4 separate regions of the Mus musculus genome follow, and all the other regions are linked to region 2. The links are chromatin contacts, called in public ChIA-PET and promoter capture Hi-C maps. All regions are on one chromosome and are shown on one strand. Each heading gives the region's core, a stretch centred on a gene start, on an enhancer-like site or on the middle of the called end of the contact. The rest is flanking DNA. Distances are from core to core; before and after follow the strand shown. Region 1 holds the start of Araf (Araf proto-oncogene, serine/threonine kinase). Region 2 holds the start of Slc9a7 (solute carrier family 9 (sodium/hydrogen exchanger), member 7). Region 3 holds the start of Zfp182 (zinc finger protein 182). Region 4 holds the start of Syn1 (synapsin I).

The links. Promoter capture Hi-C pulls out the DNA fragments that hold promoters and counts their contacts. ChIA-PET counts read pairs in DNA pulled down with a chosen protein or histone mark.
Region 1: an RNA polymerase II ChIA-PET map of memory CD8 T cells shows a contact between it and region 2, with 6 read pairs. The contact joins the promoter of Araf here to the promoter of Slc9a7 in region 2. A contact is called at or near these places in 1 of 39 promoter capture datasets (pre-B cells) and 1 of 115 datasets of contacts at active chromatin or transcription factors (memory CD8 T cells).
Region 3: a contact with region 2 is called in a promoter capture Hi-C map of liver, with 2.6 times the contacts expected there. The contact joins the promoter of Zfp182 here to the promoter of Slc9a7 in region 2. A contact is called at or near these places in 2 of 39 promoter capture datasets (both in liver).
Region 4: a contact with region 2 is called in a promoter capture Hi-C map of stem cell-derived epiblast-like cells, with 3 times the contacts expected there. The contact joins the promoter of Syn1 here to the promoter of Slc9a7 in region 2. A contact is called at or near these places in 2 of 39 promoter capture datasets (hippocampal neurons and stem cell-derived epiblast-like cells).

Annotation. Positions count from the first base shown.
Region 1 is chrX:20,847,217-20,850,225 of GRCm38.p6, forward strand. Araf (Araf proto-oncogene, serine/threonine kinase) reads left to right here and starts at 1,327. Exons shown (of 16, transcript NM_009703.2): 1 at 1,327-1,403; 2 at 2,711-2,866. The coding sequence starts at 2,771.
Region 2 is chrX:20,290,526-20,293,231 of GRCm38.p6, forward strand. Slc9a7 (solute carrier family 9 (sodium/hydrogen exchanger), member 7) reads right to left here and starts at 1,302. Exons shown (of 17, transcript NM_177353.4): 1 at 835-1,302. The coding sequence starts at 1,159.
Region 3 is chrX:21,060,580-21,063,380 of GRCm38.p6, forward strand. Zfp182 (zinc finger protein 182) reads right to left here and starts at 1,459. Exons shown (of 5, transcript NM_001013387.2): 1 at 1,315-1,459.
Region 4 is chrX:20,919,453-20,922,357 of GRCm38.p6, forward strand. Syn1 (synapsin I) reads right to left here and starts at 1,466. Exons shown (of 13, transcript NM_013680.4): 1 at 961-1,466. The coding sequence starts at 1,337.

The DNA.
Region 1 (3,009 bases), core at 77-2,576, 560 kb after region 2:
CTAGAGTAAACACTTAGAAATGATGTTGTTGGATTCATGATTGATTGATTTTCAAATTATTTCTTGTCCTGTTTTTGCAAAGAACTTAAAGAAAGAAATCTTATCTTTTTATAGAACCAACAGACTCAGCCCATTACATACAGGTTCTCAAAATAACTACTAGCTCGTTTTGAAGTAAGAAAACGTGACGGTACCATTTGGGACACAGAGTTTCTCTTAAATTCATCTAGTAGTCAGGGTGGCCATCTGTTACTTAACTATATCCAAAGGAAAACCAAGACTCATATCTTAGAAGAAAGAAGGAACAACTTTGAGCTGGACACATAGAGGAAGTTTGCATCAGACAGGGAGATAGGGGTGTTGTTACATTTGAAAGAGATGGTTTCAAGGCCTTTAGGAAAATTTTCTGTGGTTGTAAAACTGGCAAGAGACTGCCATACTCTTTGGGGAGGGGCAGGGTGCTGAGAATTTAACTCAGGGCTTTGTGGTTCATTCTCTTGTTGAGCTACAACCCTAGAACTAAGCTTTTAAGGAAGATTTATCTATCTATCTATCTATCTATCTATCTCCAATAGACAGAGAAAATAAAAGTTTTCTGAAGGAAATGCTCCAAAAAAAGAATGTAGGTACATACACATGTGTGTGTCTGTGCCTTTTCTTATTCTGATGCCTGGGTAAATTCAGTTTAAGAATTATATTCATCCTAAAATATGTCCACAAATGGCTGCCACAGGATTGCATTCCAGAACAACACTCCCTTCTTCACCTAGCCAGCTGTGGTCTGTCTTTCAAATTCCTCAACCCCTTTCCTCCCTCCCTAGAGCCAGACCTCCAGCACGGATCCGCTAATTAGCAAAAGTTATGACTACAGTTTCTTAGAGCTGGTAAATACTGAACATCATTTAGTCTGAGTCCACCCTGTTTTAAAGACCATCAAATTAAGATATATGAATAGTCCTTTAAAATGTGCTTTACACTACTGGCCAAATTGCATTTAAGGGTTTCTCTTGCTCAGATCAGTCTTAAATGGCCAGAAAATACAAAACTGAAATGGAGTCGTGCCTCTGACACGCACACCAAAAAAAGACAAGCTTCTTTATTCTATAGCACGGTTAGGGTTAAAGTCCTTAAAACGCAGTAGTCGCCCTGACTGCGCCTGCGCGCCAATCAGGACAGGCGAATTTGCCCTAGAGACAGCCATTTGAGCCCACCCCTCCTAATCCGGAACACGACCCACATTCCGCTGGCCCTGTCTTGATGGGCATGATCATCCTCCAATAAGAATGGAGAGACGAGTCACAGCGAGCCAATAGCAAAAAGCCTAGGGACGGTGGCGGTGGACTGAGAGGAAACAAGAAGACAAGCCCAAGATGGAGGCGGTGGTGGTGGTAGCGGTGTGACAGGTGAGGGCAGGCCCGGTAGGGTTCGGGTTTTGGAGCGGCTGCGGGACCCGGGTATGAAGTCCAGACCGAAAGCTCAGCTCCAAGATGCTTCCGTCTGAATCTCAGCGTTCTCCCGCCCGGAACCAAAGGAGTGGTTTGACCAGGGCGAGACCGTCGTCATCGACCGTGGGAGTGGATGGAGGAGTCGGCCTGCAGGCTGCAGTGGTGGTTTCGCTTGCTGCGCGTGGCAGTGCACCTGCACAGAGCTTGAAGCCCTTGGGGAGGGCGGGACGGAGCCAAATTGGGTCTGGGGTCTGGGGCTTGGGTGCGAAATTCCAAGGTGAATTCTTAAACCCCTTAAAATGTCTAATGACGTTTCCTCACGACGTCCAGGAGATGCAGCTCTCTCCCATGGTTCCTTATTGCCCTTCATATTCTACGCCACCTAGGAAGATGTCTGACGATTACCTCATTATCCCTAGTTCACCCTAATCCCTTTCCATGATTTCACAGTGCGTTTACACCAGTAATCTGTTTGTGACCCCCAGTAGTTATCAGGTACAGTTTTTGGAAACCCTTCCCCCAACCTCACCTCCATCTTCTTCATCTGGATACCATTGTCTTCCTTTGCCTTTCCTCTTGATAGTGTTTTCTGATGAGCCATCATTGCCACTGCATTTGATTTAGTGTGTAATGTGGTCTGTTATCCAGCTGTTTTTCACAGTCTGTAGTGACTCTTATTACATCTCTCTTTAGTCTAGGGTATGGCGAACCTCTGTGGACTCTAGAGGGTCTGGTGACCTCTATTAGCTACCTGACAGTACCTTTGATTCTACCATTAGCCTTATAGCTTATGCTCTGGAATACCCACAGTGCCTTTTAAGGTCATTGGTACTGTCTTCATTTCCTTCAATCTAAAAACAAGGTCTGATGATCCTCCATTTTCCTGTCCCCTGTCTGTGTCTGATTACCCATTCTCTGAAGCTAAGACAGCCTGTTTATTTCCATTGTGTGCCTGAGACCTGTGATTTTTCAGTGCAGTACATAATGGCTTCCCCATTAATCTCTAGAGAGTCATGTGTTCTGCACTGTCCAGAACCGTGTGCACTGTCTCCTCACTGCAGTGAGTCTCAGATCTTGGTACTCAACTATGACATAAGCAATAGGAGATTCTCAGCAGAGAAGGGTTAGTATCATTGGGCTGGTTCATAAAAAGTGGGATTTAGGGAACAGTGGGAACTTGGAGATGGAATTTTATATGTCCTCTGCCACTCTGCTTTCAGGCTGTCATTACTAGACCTCTGAATTTCTCCTCTGTCCTCTGCTAGGAGGCCTATGGCAGCTGCCCAGTCCTACCTCAGCCCATCTTGAAAACAATCTTAGGCAACATGGAACCACCACGAGGCCCTCCTGTTAGTGGGGCTGAGCCATCTCGGGCAGTTGGCACTGTCAAAGTGTACCTGCCTAACAAGCAACGCACAGTGGTGAGTCACTCAGGCAGTACTGGCAGGGGTTCCAGATAGTCGTAGTGTGGGATCAGAAGGGTGGCGAGGGTTAGGGAATGAATGCTGCAGAGGGAAGGAATAATTGGCTAGGGTACCTATTGGATACTGAAGACCCCAATCTC
Region 2 (2,706 bases), core at 52-2,551:
TAGCCTTGCCCATGTAATATGCTGTATACTACTAAATCACTAAATCCAGAAAGGATAGTGGGATCAGCCCATCCTTAACAAAAGAGGACTGACTCCAAGATTAAAACCATCACTTTTCTCTCCACGAACTCAGAAATGTATGTTATATTTTAGGGTTATAAGAGCTACCCTTGACTTGCAAAAGGCATAACTTCCCAATGAGACATAAGGGTACCTGTCTCTAGTTAGGCCTGACATTGTGGTGTCATCAGTCTGGGTCCTAAACCACGCTCATCTTTCTCTGTATTCCTCATTGCACTTTATTAACAAGAAATGAAAGAACACAAACATCAGAAGTGGGCACCAACCTGCGATGACCACCATGAGCAACCCAAGTCAAGATTTACATTCAGCCCTCTTTCTCACGCTCTGTGGCCTGTCCCCTGGGGTGGCACAGCTCCCTGGGAAATCCCCCAATACCTTTTGCAGATCTAAACTGGGGCGGGGAGTGGGGAATCAATGCTGATGGAGAGCAGCACAACCGAGATAAAATGAAGCAAAGGGATCAAGGAGCCACCTCTGTATCTTTCATCTTAGTTCCTAGTAAAGAAACGTCGAAACGGGAACACCCCCCCCCCCACACACACACACACACACACACACACAAAATGCTTTTTAACCGTTGCAGAAAGCCAGAAAAATGCAGACAGTTGACCTTGGAAACCCACAGCGTCTCAGCGGGAAACGCAAATGAAGAAACTCATTTGGAAGTGAAGCAGGAGCACTGCGCGGCACCGGGAGGAGTACGGCCAGCTGCCCTAGGGACCTGGGCCGTGGCAGTAGCAGGGGACTCACCATAAATCATGGCCAGCCCGGTCTCATGAAGGAAACGCACCCGGCGGTGCTTGAAAAGCCAGATGGTGAGGATGGTGAGGGTGAGCAGCAGGATGAAGGTGAGCAGGCTCACGCTGTCCTGCCGGTGGCTCTCCTCCGCCTCCTTCTCGGTGGCAAGCTCCTCCATGGCGCTGCTGTCCTCAGCCGCCGCCCCAGAGGAGGCCGCGGCCCCAGCCCGCAGCCCCCGACCCAGCAGCACAGGCAACAGTGGCAGCAGCAGCAGCCGCGGCGACAGCCCCCGAAAAGCTCTCCCGGGACCCGGGCGCGCCGCGTCACTAGGCTCCATGACTCCGGGTCGCCCGTGCCTCTTCCACGCGGGGACCAGCTCGCGCCGTCGGCAGCTTCCAGCGGTGCCGCGGACTTACCCCGGTGGCCACAGCCGCAGCTCCTCCTCCCGCTGCTCGCGCCTGGCCAGGGCTGCGCCAAGCTGCGGGGGAGGGGCACGCGCAGTGCGCAGGATCCCCAAGCGCCACCCCCCGCCCGCGCACCTGTTCATCCCCCGCCTAGAGGAGCAGCAAGGCCACCAGGCTGGCTGTCCGGGCGGGGCGAGCTCTATCCTCCCTCTGCCAGGAGGGCGGCTAGCCCTTCCACTGCGCCACCGAGCTGCTGGCCGTGTCCAAGCGTACCTGGTCAGACTGTCTGGGGTCGGCAAGCCAGTTCCTGAGTTGTAGCTACCACGTCACCTAAAAGAGATGGCAGAGGTCATTCGCTCCTGGCAAGGGACATCAACTTGGATCAATTCATTGCTAGGTCTCCAGACCTGTCCTTAGCGCCACGCTCAGAGTTTGAAGTCACAGGGGTCTGTGGCCTCTCTGAGCCCAGTAAAGTGGGGGTACCCAGGAGTTACAAAGTCATGTCACTGTCTATACACACGGACGCGCGCGCACACACACACACACACATACACACCACCTACTTCAATTTTTCTCACCTTTCGGGCTGTATCCAGAGTTTCAGAACTCCCCAGAGTCTTTTAGGCATTATTCAAATAAACTGTGTTCAAGTCAGCTTCAGGGTTGTAAGGGCAATTCGTGAGAGCCATGAAATAAATACCTCCAGCATCTAGATTGCAACTAATCCCCTTGGGGAAAGAGGGTTGAATTAGAGAGAACTAAAGACTCTTGCCATTTTGTGTAGAAGAGCTGCAGATGGTGTACCAAGGGTACCCTTTTAATGCTGTCTTCCTGTTAACTTTGAAAACAAGGGGGGGGGGGCTTTAGTTAAGCTTTTAGGATCAAGCCCAGCTCCGAATTAGGACAAGGTCTTCAGAAGACAAAAGCTTTTGGAAGAAATTCTAATAACTAGAATAGTTATTCTCTAGACTAACTAGAGCAACCACCTTGTTTCTCAAGTCAAGGAAGAAAAGAAAGCTTAATATGATCAGTCACCTCCTGATGTTGAGCATTCTATTTGCTGAATCTCTCTCTGAGATCCCTACCAACTGCCCATGCTTTTTTGGCCAGAGGAGTTTTTACAGTCAGGAGAATTCACTGAAGGACACAGGGAAACTCTTCAGAACATACCTACATCCTCTCTAGGTGAACATTTAGACAAAACTGCATAGTACCTTCTTCACACCATGGAATCTCTTCATCTTGATTTTAGCCAGGATCTTTTGCTACTCCTCCACAAATATATGAGACACTGCAAACAAGAACCACCTCACTGTGCATAGTTCATGCCTCAAACTGAGATAATGAAATATTTGGACCTATTTTAATTGACCATGCTATTTGAAAATGGTTTCTTCTAACAGCAGACAACCAGAAGACTAATTCTCACATAAAGTAGTTGACTTGGGAAGAGCATGAAAAGTCTCACCCACCTATTCAT
Region 3 (2,801 bases), core at 209-2,708, 770 kb after region 2:
TAACAGTAGAAACCATTAGCTTTGCAGTACTCAGAATCATCTGCCCAGAAATCTCTTCACATGCGAGGCCACTCTCTGGAAGAGTATGGACAACTCTAAGTTTTTTGTTTTGTTTGGTTTTTGTTTGCTTGTTTGTTTTTTGTTTTGTTTTGTTTTGAGACAGGATCTCTCTGTGTAGCCCTGGCTGGCTTTTAACTCCCAAGTACTAGAATTAATGGAGTGTGCCACCACATCAGCAGCAACAATTCCTTGTAGTACTGATAGAATCTATTCCTAGGGCTCTGTGCATGCTAAGCCAGTACTATACCACTGAGATACATAGAACAGATTTTAATAATGCCAAACTAAAGCAATCATAGAAAATGTGTAATATGATAATAAATAGAAATTCAGGATGAAATGCTCTATAGTTGTTAAAAAATGTATGGAACTACACACGTATTATCTACATATTTTGTAACTCAAAGTTTAGAAAACTGTTTCAGAAAAATATCTTAAGCCAAATTAAATTTCTAAATAAGATATATAAAACTGCAGGCATACATTTTAAATATATAAATTAAATGTTAACTATTAAGTGATATATAGCTCTTGAATGTCTAAGAATGGACATTTAAATAAGGGAAAATTAGCTCCTATTTTCTTCTCTATTTTCAAGTTAATTCTTTATTTCTTTATTTATTTAGGTTTTTCGAGACAGGGTTTCTCCTAGCTGTCCTGGAACTCACTCTGTAGACCAGGCTGGCTTCGAACTCAGAAATCCACCTGCCTCTGCCTCCCAAGCGCTGGGATTAAAGGCGTGTGCCACCACCGCCCGGCCTCAAGTTAATTCTTAACTCAAATGCTATTTATTACACTCTAAAACATAAGCCTCTACCTATTATTCAAATGGTACCTGTCTATCCCTCCTCAGACCTCCAAATGTCCAAAGGCCGCTAAGGCTCTACAGATGACGTTTTTTGTCTGCTTGTTTTCCTTTTTCTCTCACCTCCCTCACTGGGGCTGTTTAGCTCAGGTGCTGTAAAGAAGTCTTTAAATGCTGATTTAATCCAGCACTCTTCCCCATGATTCCTGCGAGCTGTACACTGGAAGACGGAAACAAGGGGGCGCATCTAAAGAGGGGATCACTGTGCTAGAAAATGTGTAAAAGCTAAAGTTTAGTACGACTCACTTAATCCTAACTAGCCTCATAACTTTGTCCACTATTAAGTCCGCAGACCCCCGTTTACTCATCTCTCAAGCCCCCATCATCCCATCTCCCAGTCTCTCGCATCAATGACATACCCGAACCTCCCTCCACTTAGAACTACCCACCACTCAGCTCGCGACCCCAGTCTAACACAGACCCTCATCTTTACTCAACCAGATTTTTTGCAGGGTGTTGAGTAGACCTTTCCGTAAACGGCCTGGAAAAGCACTTCCGCATCGGACCAACTAGCTGTCTCTGTCGCCTAAACTTAGGACAGCGGTTTGTTCTACGCATGCTCAGGTTTGCCTTTGAGACAGCATCCGCCAATAGTCAACATGGCGCGCAAAGGCGACCAGGCTCAACGCAGGCGCAGAGGGTAGTGGGCCGCGTCGGTGATGTCACCGATTAGGAAAAAAAAAACAAAAAACAAAAAAAACAAACGGCATCCACTGTTTCTTTTATACTCCCGAGTCTCCTGACAAAGCTGGTGTTTGTTTTGCAGAAATTAGCAGTTTCTAAGGACGTCAGGCGCCATTTTTTTTTGATACAGCAGAAAATGGGAGGGTCCAATTAAGAAAATTATTAAAACAAGGACGAATTCCTGTGGTGAATTCAGAGAGTAGCCACAGGGTACAGGTGTAATTAACAAGACAATGCAGGCCTGCGACCTCTTTAAGTGATTTGAATACCAGTTTAGGGAAAAGCCTTGGCTCCATCCTTTTGTCTAGTACTGGGAGTTTGCATTTTAGTATCTAAAGGACCATAAGACAATTCAAACAACAAACTTAAGAATTTACTGCCATAGAGGGCCACACAGTGGGAAAAGTAGTGTTTTAAGTGGTGGCTGACAATGCCTTCACCTTTCCAGAGAAAGCAGTCATTGTGCTGGGAATGAGAAGGTGTGGTTATTGACTACATGGTATAGGACTTTCTAAACCAGAGACAGGGCATCATATTTTATTTATTAAAACAGACGGAGCAACCTAACATTGTATACCGAGCTTAAAATTACATATAAATCTACAAGCAGTTAGTTACCGCCCACTTCACTGCACCCCTGCAGTGTATTCAATAAAAAACTATTCTTTTAAAATGGTGCAGGATAGCCCAAATAAAACCCTCACCTCTTCGTGTTACCCAACAGCTGGCTGGGGGCCTTTTCCCAGACAGGATTAGTGGGCAGGGTAAAAGATTTTCAGTCACTGGTCTTTGGCAATTTTTTTTTTCTCCCTGTTTGGTGGCAAGTGATGGCTGCAGCAGGTGGCAGCACAACCTCGAAATGGCTTAGTTGGGAGTTTTTACCACAGCTTTGTTTTGTTTTGTTGTTTTTCGAGACAGGGTTTTTCTGTGTAGTCCTGGCTGTCCTTCTTGGAACTCACTCTGTAGACTAGGCTGGCCTCGAACTCAGAAATCCGCCTGCCTCTGCCTCCCAAGTGCTGGGATTAAAGGCGAGCGCCACCACTGCCCACGTTTGTACCACAGCTTTTGCTACCACAAAACTTGGAGAACTCAAGAACATCCTGCAACTTGAAGGGGAATATTTTCCCCCAGCTGGCCCAGCCCAGGGACTGCTGTGACTGGTCCTAAAGAGGCAAGAGTCTCAAAAGCTATG
Region 4 (2,905 bases), core at 216-2,715, 630 kb after region 2:
ATCTTTTGACAAGGCTCTCATTTTAGGGAACTAATCAATATTGAATGGATCCACCAAAGACCTTTGGAAAAGTGTCTGGAGAACAGGAGATTCAGAAAGCACTCAATAAATGTCTTGTAGAGTCATTATAGGAAAAGGTCATTGAGGAGAGACTGGTAATGAGTCACACATAGAAAGCTTGAAAACCCTCACAGAATTCATGCTTGGAAAATGATTTGTTTGAGGCAGGTTTAGGAATAGTACATGTTAAGCATTTAATGCCTCTTAGATCCTTCAGAGAAAATGGGTCCCTTCAGAGCACGTACCTGGACTTGGCATTCAGTCAAGGTTCATAGGATCCATTAGAGTCAGAGCTTGTGATGAGAAAATGAGGTGGAATACACAACAGACACATTCAATCACTGCTTACAGACAAGTTTGAAAGGTCTTTGATGAGGGCTCTGGGGTGGGACATATAGCATCAATTGGATACACGTTCACAAGATCCATTAGAGAGATGGCCTTTGGGCAAGGGGTGAGGGTAACTGCGTGAATCAGGCTCTCAAAACATGCTCAAGGAAGTCCTTAGAGCCAAAGACTTCCAGGGAAGGGCTCTGCAGTGAGGTATAATGCAGGTGCTAATGCTTACAAGACTCATTAGGGAATGAGACCTTCCAGGCAAGAGCTGGACAGAGGAGGTAGGGCACATTTGGCCCTTGAAAGCTTTCTGCATATATTGAAGCCAAAAGCTTTTGGGAATGAGTAATAAGAAGAGGCAACAGATAATTGCTCCTTGTACCCATTTTAGTTTGGGGGAGGTAAAAGTGGGGCTTAAAGGGAGAGCTGAGCACAAATCATTAAAAGGAAGGAACTGGGCGAGGGGGCCAGATATCAGGCGCACAAGTGGCGCTCGATAATAGCTCATTCACTGTAGAAACATCTGGGTACCCAGGCCCTCGAGGAGGCGCAACAGCGGCTTACCAGTCGGTGTGCGGTTCGTCGATGACCAGCAGCACCCTGGCGGCGGCGCCCCCGCGGCCTGCGCCCCCAGAGCCACCGCCCACCTGCTCGCTGAAGGTGGCGGCTGCGGCTGCTGTGGTTTGCTTGACCGCGTTAGACAGCGACGAGAAGAAGCCGCCGCCCCCCGAGGACCCAGGACTAGGGGCTGCTGGAGAAGCCACTGGAGCAGCTGTGGAGGCCCTCTCGGCAGAGGCTGTCGCGGAGCCGGGCGTGGCCCCAGGGCTGGCGGCCGAGGGAGGCGGCGGGGGCGGTTGCGGGCGCTGCAGGTCTGTCATGTACCCATTCGGCAGATTGGCCATGAAGTTGCTGTCCGACAGGCGGCGCCGCAGGTAGTTCATGGTGGCGGCGTGGGGCAGGGGATCCAAGGGGCAGTGGGTCTGTGGGCCGCGGGGGCGGAGCGCGAGGGGCTCAGGAGCACGGCGGTGCTCTCTGGCACGACGCGACTCCTCTGCTGCCCGCTGCAGACTGAGGCAGCGCCGAGGCTCTGCCGCCGCAGAGCGTATGGTCGCGCCCGCACCTCCCTATCTTGCACCTCTCGTGGTGCGGTCCGACTGGACTCACGGCAGCATGGACGCGACCAAGGCGGCGAGGAAGGGGAGTTTGGGGAGGGCTAGTGAGTGACGTCAGTCAGCCTTTGGTGCTGGGGAGGTGGTGGTGCGCGCCGGCAGCGGAGGCGAAGGCTCTGACCGCGGTGCTGAATCCGACAGTGCGCATGCGCCGCGCCGCAACCTCTTCCCCTCCCCCTCTGATGGGGGCGGGGGATGCGCAATTTGGGGAGTGGGGGTGGGGTTCTTGTCCTGAGGGTCCGGACCTGTAGTAACGAAACTCCCTCCCACGATCCTACCCTGTTTACCAACCTCTTCCTATTCCTTAGGCTAACTTGCACTTACACACTCTTGCCCTTCCCAGATACTTGGGTTTCCAGTGTTGATTTTCACCTTTGAAGGCATTTTGGGGATAGAAGCACACTCAGAGGGGAACATAAATGTAGAAATTCTCCTTCCTGCAGTGTTCCCGGGGAGACATCTCCTATAACAACTCTGTCGGGCAAAGAAAAGAGCACGGGGGTGGCGTAAACATCACCAGACAGGCGGAGGTGGACACTTGGGTAGTTAACATATCCTTGCCCTTGGTGGTGAGAATCTGAAAGAACACATGGAATAACACAAATAGAAAAGGAAGGAAAGACAGAATATATATGTACATCACAGAACACACAGGCATCCAGGTATATATGTAGACACAGAAGCTCAGGGTAACACACATGAGCATATTGAGCACACATTACACATTCAGATAACACTTTGACTCACACCCAGAGAATCTCACACAAGTGCACACATCTAGGAAAAACACAGACTCCCAGATGAGCAAGGAAACTCTGGGTATGCAATGCAGAAGCATTTCCTGCAGCGCTAGCTCTGATGTGTTTTCAGCCTCCTCCACATGCACATATTTAGTCTACATGGCCTCATTCCTCTGCTCCGGACATAGCCCAAACCCAGTGTCATTAGTGTTCATGGATGTCTTCCTCTTTGCAGACAGGAAGCCACATAATACTTTCATGTGGAAAAATAAAGTAATTTTGGTGGTCTGAATAAGAAGGCTCATATATTTGAATGCTTAGTCACCAGGGACTGGTGCTGTTTGGAAAGATTAAAAGGATTAGAATGTGTGGCCTTGTTGGAGAAAGCACGTCACTGGGGTGGGTTTTGGGGGTTCAAAAGTCCATGCCAAGCCCAGAGCCAGCCAGCCAGCCAGCCAGCCAGCCAGTCAGTCTGTCTGTCTGTCTGTCTGTCTGTCTGTCTGTGTCTGTTGTCTGTGGATCAGCATATAGCTCTCAGCTATGGCTCCAGCATCAAGCCTGTGTCTGCCACAACACTCCTGATTATGGTAATAATTTACT